2 separate regions of the Anas platyrhynchos genome follow, and region 2 is linked to region 1. The links are chromatin contacts, called in public Hi-C maps. All regions are on one chromosome and are shown on one strand. The core of a region is the stretch at or near the end of the contact, and the rest is flanking DNA. Distances in the headings are between cores, read along the strand shown.

The links. A called contact is a pair of places that touch in the nucleus more often than the background predicts.
Region 2: a Hi-C map of skeletal muscle shows a contact between it and region 1, with 1.7 times the contacts expected there. The contact joins two enhancer-like sites. A contact is called at or near these places in 3 of 8 Hi-C or Micro-C datasets (F5 follicle, liver and skeletal muscle).

What each region holds. Positions count from the first base shown.
Region 1 is chr2:54,631,608-54,635,674 of IASCAAS_PekinDuck_T2T, forward strand. It overlaps GATA6 (GATA binding protein 6), which reads left to right. Exons shown (of 7, transcript XM_027451957.3): 7 at 1-951. Among named protein-coding and RNA genes, the nearest start is that of GATA6, 21 kb to the left of the region's middle. Within about 2 kb of position 1,749, at least 3 of the 8 cell types and tissues checked have an H3K27ac peak or open chromatin away from gene starts, as enhancers often do.
Region 2 is chr2:54,769,487-54,773,553 of IASCAAS_PekinDuck_T2T, forward strand. No RefSeq gene overlaps it. Among named protein-coding and RNA genes, the nearest start is that of RBBP8, 38 kb to the right of the region's middle. Within about 2 kb of position 1,690, at least 3 of the 8 cell types and tissues checked have an H3K27ac peak or open chromatin away from gene starts, as enhancers often do.

The DNA.
Region 1 (4,067 bases), core at 499-2,998:
CCCCGAACTGGACATTTGACGTCTTCACCTGTCCTGCACCCTCCATCGCCAGCACCCGTCTTGCTCTGCTCCTCTGTGCCAGAGCCCAGCTACACCCGGGGAGGAAATCACAGCCTTTGGTACAAGCCTCACGGGGTCGAGCTGGTTAAGGAGATTTCGTTGTTGTTTTAAGATATTTACTCACTTTGCAAGACTGCATTATAACTTTTGAAGTACACTGTGACTGAGGTTTATGAAAGTTCATATTTTGCGGCTGAACTGTATAGAGTCAGTCAAAATTTGTAAACAGGGTAGCAATCAGATATTTTTCTTCCATATATACAATAATTTTTTAAAGAAGTGCAATTTGCGTTGCAGCAATCAGTGTTAAATCATTTGCATAAGATTTAACAACGGTTTTTATACGAATGAATGAATGTAAACATTTTAACTTAATGGTACGTAAATAATTTAAAAGAAAAACTTAACTAGGCATCCTTAGGCTTTTTAGTGCAACAAAAAGAAAAAAAAATACGTCCACTTTCTGTATTTCCAGTTGTTAAAGCAAGAGTTTCAAAGAACAAGCCTTCTCTCAGGAAAATTGCCCTAGCCATTTGCTCATAACTTTTGTACAAAAAAAAAAAAAAAAAGCAAATGCATCCCCAGGTTGTGTTTTTTTTTGTTTGTTTGTTTATTTTTTGGTTTTCTTTTCTTTTTTTTTTTTTTTCTTTTTTTTTTGCCATTGAATAAGTATGTGCTGGAAAGAAACAAATTGCAATGAAACTTTACTACCTAACTGATACATATGTAAATACTCCATGAGATATTTAGGCATCTTCAAAATTTAGGATGCAATCTGTATAGTGTGACTGACGCATAGTTAGGTTGGTTTCCATTGTTTTTCAAATGGGATGTCATTTGGAAAGTTGTCTCATCAGAGCTTTACAAATAAAAGGGTATCATTTGTTGTTTTTTTCTTTTTTTTTTTTTTTTCTGTACACTGTGCCTTCTCCTTTGTCTCAGCCAGAGTTGTTAAGCTGTATTAAAAGCTACGGAGATGTACCTGATAGAGGCAGCGTGTCTGATGGCTGCAGTGATGTTCTCACATTGAAGTGTCTGCTCTGTCTCGCTAAGTCTGTGTGTGGTATTCCTACAGTTCCTCTCTATGCCGTCTAGTGCTATGTAAAACTAGGGTCCCACACCTACCCACACAAGTGCACATGAGATGTTTTTTTCTGATGAAAGCCTAGGGAACAGGTCCCAAACCTTGTGGGGACTGCCATGGTTTTGCTTGGCCTTCACACCATCGCTAATGGATAGACACGAGGTCTCCTGTGTATGTAAAAATCTGCAAATGGTGTGGCAGAGCCCTGGATGTCACCCTCTGCGGTGAGCCTCTGTCACCCTCTGGAGGTGAAGTCTGAAGGGTAGCAAAAACTGAAGGTGCTGAAAAAAGATGACCACTAAGAGCTACTGAGGGGAGCAGAAAACCCCTGCCTGGCTTTGAGGACCAGTCCTCTGCATTGCTTTGCAGACGGGATCAAGACTTGATTCTCTGTGTGTTTTCCAGCTATGTAGGCAGCACTGCCAGGCCGGGATGCCCGACCACCATGCCCAGCACTACCATCACCCCATGGAGTGGCTGTGGTGTGAGTCTTTGCCTCCCTGAGCCAGATTTTCCTTTGAGGTGAAGTGGGATAGCTCCTCTGTTTGTGGAGAAGCTATGCTGATGTGCACTGGCTGAGACCCTGGCCTGTAAAAACCAGAGGGTTGAGGCTGCCTCCTTAACGCAGGAGCTGATGTGAGAACCAAGGGATTGACACAGCCCTGGGTGAAGAACAGCTTCTAGCAAAAAGGGTCAGACCAAGCCTCTCCTAGGGTTTGGGCTGCTCTGGACCAGCACAGCAGCCCCAGTGGGGCTGTCACGCCAGCCTTGGTGCTGGGTCACCTTGCTCTCTTGCTCCCTGGGGTTTGATGTGGTCGTGCACCCCAGTCCTGCTAGCCTGAGGGCCACATGGGCTTGAACCTCATGACTTACAGATGGAAAGCCCTATCCAAGTACAAAGAGGGCCATGCAGGGAAACACTGGGTTTAAAAAGCCAAGGGTGTGGAGAAGAGGGTGAATCTCTTTCCTTTTGAAGCATTTGTTGGCTGAAATACCCTCTTCTGTGGTTTTCCATTGTTGACACTTAAATGGATAAAAAAAGCTGTTGCTAACTGGTGTTGAACAGCTTTCATGCTTAGCTGGTGTGCCGCTTCTGGATAGCAGAGTGTGAAACTCACTGCTGGGCAGGAGAGGGCTGCATATGTCGGAGCTACATTACTTGGAATTATCCTAAACCAGGGAGCTTTAGGATACTAAAACAAAAACAGGGAGTTTTAGGATACACATCCAGCAACCTGCGGATGGTTACATTGCTTTGAAACCCCGTGGCATCTCTTAAGAGGGCTCCTGGGAAGCCCTTCTCCCTTCTCAGCATCAACTTTTACCCAAGTTCTGACTTAGGGTGGTTCCTGCAGACAAGTGTCATGGGGCATAGAAGAATGCCCTATGTAAAAAGAGTCCTCTTGGATCTGAGGCTGAAAATGCTCGTTTAGGTGATATAAGCAGGAAAGAAAAAGAAAAAAAAAAAGGAAAAAAAAAAAAAACAGCTTTTCATAGGGAAGGTGTTTCCCATTATTTCTTATCAGCAAAAGCATCAAGAATGAAATACTTTGCTTCCCTGGACCAGAAGCAGGGATAAACCAGGTTTTTATCCCTCTGCAAGAGGGAAGGGGGATGCAGTACCCTGTTGCCTTACTCTACAGATGCCGAGGAGGTTCTGTGTTATGATTATACATAGAAAAAGTCTACAAGAACTCTTATAAGGGTACCTCCCTACTCAACAAAACTGCTCTCCAAGTGTACTGATTTCTGGAGCTGTTTGGCAAAATAAAGATTTCTCTCTCTTTCTCTCTCTCTCTCCCTCTTTTTTTTTTTTAATTTTGTCTTTTAGTCCTGCTGAGCCGGCACAGCTCTGGGTGTGTGAGCTGGACTTTGCTCTGGCTCATACATCACCAATAGCACTGATACCGATAGACGGCCTGGCCAGATGCTTTCCTTACTTATCCCTGTTTCTCTTCAGTGACAGCCCTTGGGATGGGCTGAGAAAGAACAAAGAAAGGGTTCGACTCTGGGTCTCAATTACTAGCAAGGCTGAACAAGCCAAAACGACGCCAGAACAGCTCCCTAGTACCAGGATGAAGCTTCAGAGTTGACATTTGAAAAAAAAAAAAAAAAAACAACAAAAAGCACCACCAACAATATATGGCTACTTGTTACCATCGCACCTTTTCTCTGGAAACAACCAAAATGAAATAGCCAGTGACTCAAGGCATCTGCTTCGAGCTCCCATGCCAAGTAATACTCAGGCTCACATTTTGCTTAGCTGACCCCTCAAGAGCAGATTGATCCTGGACATGTGTGTTACCCCAGGCTCTTGTCTTCCCTAGGTCTCAGGTTTGGTACTAGATCTGTTCCTGTTGCCCTCATCCATAACTATATATATTTTTTTCCATTCAATGTGCTTAAAATCAGCTGTGATCCCTACAGTGGTCCAAAGTGGTATTTTTCAGCATGGCATTGAGGGCATATACTGGTGTGGTATGAGTGCTGTGGAGGTATGAGAGGGTGCAGAAACCGCTGGGCTTGGGCTGGTGAACGGGGTGAAACAGAGACAACCAGTCCTGGTGGTAACTTGGGGACGTTACCCAAAGGGAGAGGCACCTGGCACTTTCCACCACCACATGTGGGTTTTGTTACTAGTGGGTCAGCAGAACATAAGGACCTGATGTGAAGTGAGGAGCCAAAGCAGCTGATTTGGTTTGTTTTTCTTGCTGCAAACCTAGATAGAGACATTTGTCAGCCCTGCAACATTTGTTATATAGAACTTGGGTAATTTACTGTCTGTTCCTGCATAAAAATAATATAACCTATTTTCTTTACCAAAAAAAAAAAAAAAAAAGAATGGATTTAGGAGTTACATCCAGTCCTGTTACCAAGAGCCATAGTTGAATGCAGGCTGAGGGAAACCCAAAATGGACTTCAG
Region 2 (4,067 bases), core at 440-2,939, 140 kb after region 1:
CTCAAATACTGCAAAGCCAAATTAGACCTCCTGGGCATCCCAGTTATACCAGTATGTCCTTGCTGATAACAGTGAGCTGAATTACTGCTGGGGTTTGTTTCTGTTGCTAGAGCCCCAGCACATTCCACAGCTGTTGAAGATGTTGCAAGGACACATTTTCAGTGCCAACCTGAGCACGGTCAGCTGCTGCCAGACAGGAACTTGATGATGGGCAGTTCAGGTGAACTGGCAGTCTTAATGAGAGGTAGAAGCTCCCCATTACTGCTGGTTGTAGGACAGCCAGACCTTGTGCTTCCTGCGTGGGGCAATGGCGTACTGCAATTTTGCTGCTAAAGTCAATGAGTGGCACCAGAAAGACCTGCTGGGTCCCTAACGTTACTTCTTGTTTCCTACACTCCTCTTACTCACACACTGACCACGTCCAGCCAGCTCAGCGAGAGGGTGCAGTCTTCCCTTTGGTTGAGACATTCATTTCCCATTGTGGATGAAGGCCATGCTTCCATCCTGAAGGGAAGTTACTGTGGGTGAAATTGTTAAACAGCCCTCCATCCTGTATGGTCTGTGACCGTGATTTACAGCCCGTTTTTAGTTACGCACCAATTCGGCTGAATTTCTCTCGAACAGTTGATCTGAATGCTAAACCTATTCAAGGCTAGCGGCATTTCTGTGATTCATCCAACACAAGGAAACACTGAAAATTTATTAGGATGTTTTTACAGTCCCGGAAATTGCTATGTGGCTCTATTGCTAACAAAAGAACAGAAATGGCTCACAATATTATTGCACCTTTTCATACACATTAGGTGGTATAGGCCTTTGTCGTTTATTCAGTTTTTAAGTCAAACTCTCTTCTGGGCTGAGATTCTGTAAGGTTTCCAGTTCTTGCGATTTTATCACAAGCTTCACTAACATTTGGTGCTTTCCTTAAAGCTCTGGTTCTTGCAATGTCTTGATTTGACCATGTGAGAATTTCAGCTCTATAACGAAATAAAAACCAATAATTCTATCCCCTGAGACTGTAGAGAACAGTAACAAAACAATAACTGAAATCTGTTTGCATGCTAGATGGCAAGGAAAACCTAGATCTTTTGTTTGATTTCAGCAAATTTTTATGTCACTCCTCTGATTTTGGCTTATGATTTCTGAATTTCTATGTGCTGGTGAGGACGTTATCTGGAAGAGAAGGGAGGGGGACATGAAACTATGCATACTCTGTCCCTCTGTTTGTAATAGCCTTGATTTAGCTTAGCATACCAGCTGAAATCAGGTGCTGGTTGGCAAGTTTAACTCATTTTTTTCCTTTCAGACTTACTGCTTGCCAGCCTACAGAGGCAGGCAGCAGCTGAACCCTCACCACAACACATAAAACAGGGTTCCTCTGCCCAGATTGTCATCAGAGTGCCCATAGCTAAATTACAAGAAGTCTTGGCATTAAGGTAGAATTTTCAACTACTGGGGAACATTTTCATTATTCAGAAAATTTTTATTATTGGGAAAAGAAGGGGCTGAATCATTTATGCACATGGCTGCGTCCACACCATGCACTGGGCAGGCAGGCTGTACTTTCTGTGTTCATCTGTGGTGATGTATCATCACATCTCGCCATGAATTTGCTCTCTGTCCCAGCAGTGCATACAGCTAGAGAGGAGGACGAAAAGCAGCCTTAGTAGCCTCAGCAGGGAATTACGTCATTTATAACACTGAGTCAAGCAAGTGCTCAGGAGAAAGGTGCAAACCACATGTCAGTTCTGGGAAGGGCATCCTTTCTGATGACTGGTCTCTTTCCAGAATACTCACAGCAGTGCTATGAGTGCCAGCAGTGCATTTGTTAAAGCCAAACAATTCTTCTGAGTGTTGCATAGTAGGACCCAGCCCCGGCACACAGAACTTGCTGTAACTTAATGCAAAATATATCAAATTGCTCTTACGCAAAGGGAGGTAGCCGCAGAAATAACAGCAGCAGGGTAACACGTCAACTTGTTATGTGCTGGGCTTTATGGCTGTGAATCCTTCAGGCTGGGATTTTCAAATAGTAGTAGGGTAGTCAGACTTACAGAGGGGTGGATGAGAAATAAAAGACGTTGCACTTTTTTTTTACTTTTTTTTTTTTTTTTTAAGCTTTTTTAGCACTTATAGGGTATCTATAACCTTCTGAACCCTCTGCTCACTTCAGTGAGTGCTTAGCCCAGCAGGGAGTCACGTTATGTCCTGTTTTTAAGGCATGATAGTTTCAAAATAGGTTAAAATTTTCTTAGTTGCTGATAGAGACCACAGTCAAACAAAAAGACTGATGGATAGGAACTCAAAGAAAAGACTGGCCTTTAGGAATACCAAACATACTTGTTCACACAGTGTTCAGTTATGAAGATTTTATTATGTACCAATTTGAGTTTATATGTACCAAATGTTTGTGAGTCAGCGGAACAAGCAGGGCTGCCCTGTTCCAGTAGATCTTTTTTCTGCCCTTATGATGGATTTTTAATTTTATTTCATTTTATTTGATTTTATTTTATGTTATTTTATTTTATATTATTTTATTTTACAAATAAAGAATCATCAATAACCATGACAGGGCTCCCACAGTGAATGGACATCCCAGCATGCCATGGATGCTGTCTCTGCAGACCAGCATTTCCACAGGCTTGAGGGAAGTCATAAACTACTTAGGAGGAATAGGATTCACAAAGCTGTCCTGGACAGCTTTACTGTTCTTTGTGAACAGGTCCTGGAGAGTGGCTAGCAGCACAAGAGCCCAGCAATGAAAGGCAGCAGCAGAGCACCTTGCCCGATTGTGAATGGATAGGAGAGAAAGAAAGAGAACCAGAAGCCAAAGGGGAAGAGTGTGAAAATCAAAACTTGCCGTGCTCTCTACATACTTACTTTGGGAAAACACCCTATGTATAGTGCTGACAATACAACAAAATTTGTGTCCAAAGCTTATGGAATTATTCACCAAATAAGTTGAAGGAAAATGCAAAAAAAAGGACAAACCTGCAACCCTGAAGAGCCTCTAGCCAGGACCTGCAGTAGCTAAGGGTGGCTCACCTCTCCTGCCAATACTGCTACACTGTATTGACGATTGCACATGAGACCAAAGGGCAGCAAGTGTGTACAACCCACCAAGTGAGCTAGAAGGGGCAGCCACAACTTCCAAGGATGACTGCCTTGCCCTTCTGATTTTGGACATGCAAAGGGTTAGGCTAAACTCTCATCACACACAAGTATAAATACTCCAGAACTGTTTTGGATCTGGGAGGAGGATTGCGCTCACACCAGTGAGCCCTCAGCCAAGGAGAGTCCAGCAAACATGAGTCTGAAGAGAAGAGAGGAGCAGTTCATCTATACAACCTCCATTTAGAGTGGAAATGGGCAGCCCTGAAGCACAAATCCCAACTCATCACACACAGTAGAATGGTGCTAACCCCTTCCTCATTGCACCCCTTGGGGCTCCCCACCATTCATTTTGGGCAGGCGTTCACACCTACCTCTCTCCTCAGCTGACCTCTCCCTTCACATGAGAAGCATCAGTTCACTGATGAGATAATCAAACCAGGCACCTTTTGTTGGGCTTTTTGTTGCCATGCAGCCATGTTTTATTTTTAAAGAAGACCATGAATTAGTTAGGCATGTAACTAGCACCCAAATAAGCAGCCTCCTTTTCAAGCACTAGTAAGGTGTGTAGGGATGAGGGTCTTATCTTACATATAAATCAGGTCTTAGAATGGGTACCTAAGAGTAGACTTGGGAAACTACCTTCAAGCTTCTTTTTATTTTTTTATTATTATTTTTTTCTTAAATCTTGGCCATAAATTCTACCACTTATAAGTCAAAAACCCATCTGCTCTAAATTTGCACTTGATTTCATGCGCAAATAGGGTTCACACATGTAAGTCCTGTCATTTGTGTGCTCCCAGAGGCAGTGCATAAATTACCTATGCACAAAACAAGAGGTCGGTCAGCTTTACCTCGCACGGTGCACAGTAAGTGCACATCAAAGGGCACATTGTGTGCCTGAAATCAGAATGAGACTTGGCATGGGTCAGCCCCCTCCATGCAGAAATGCAGAT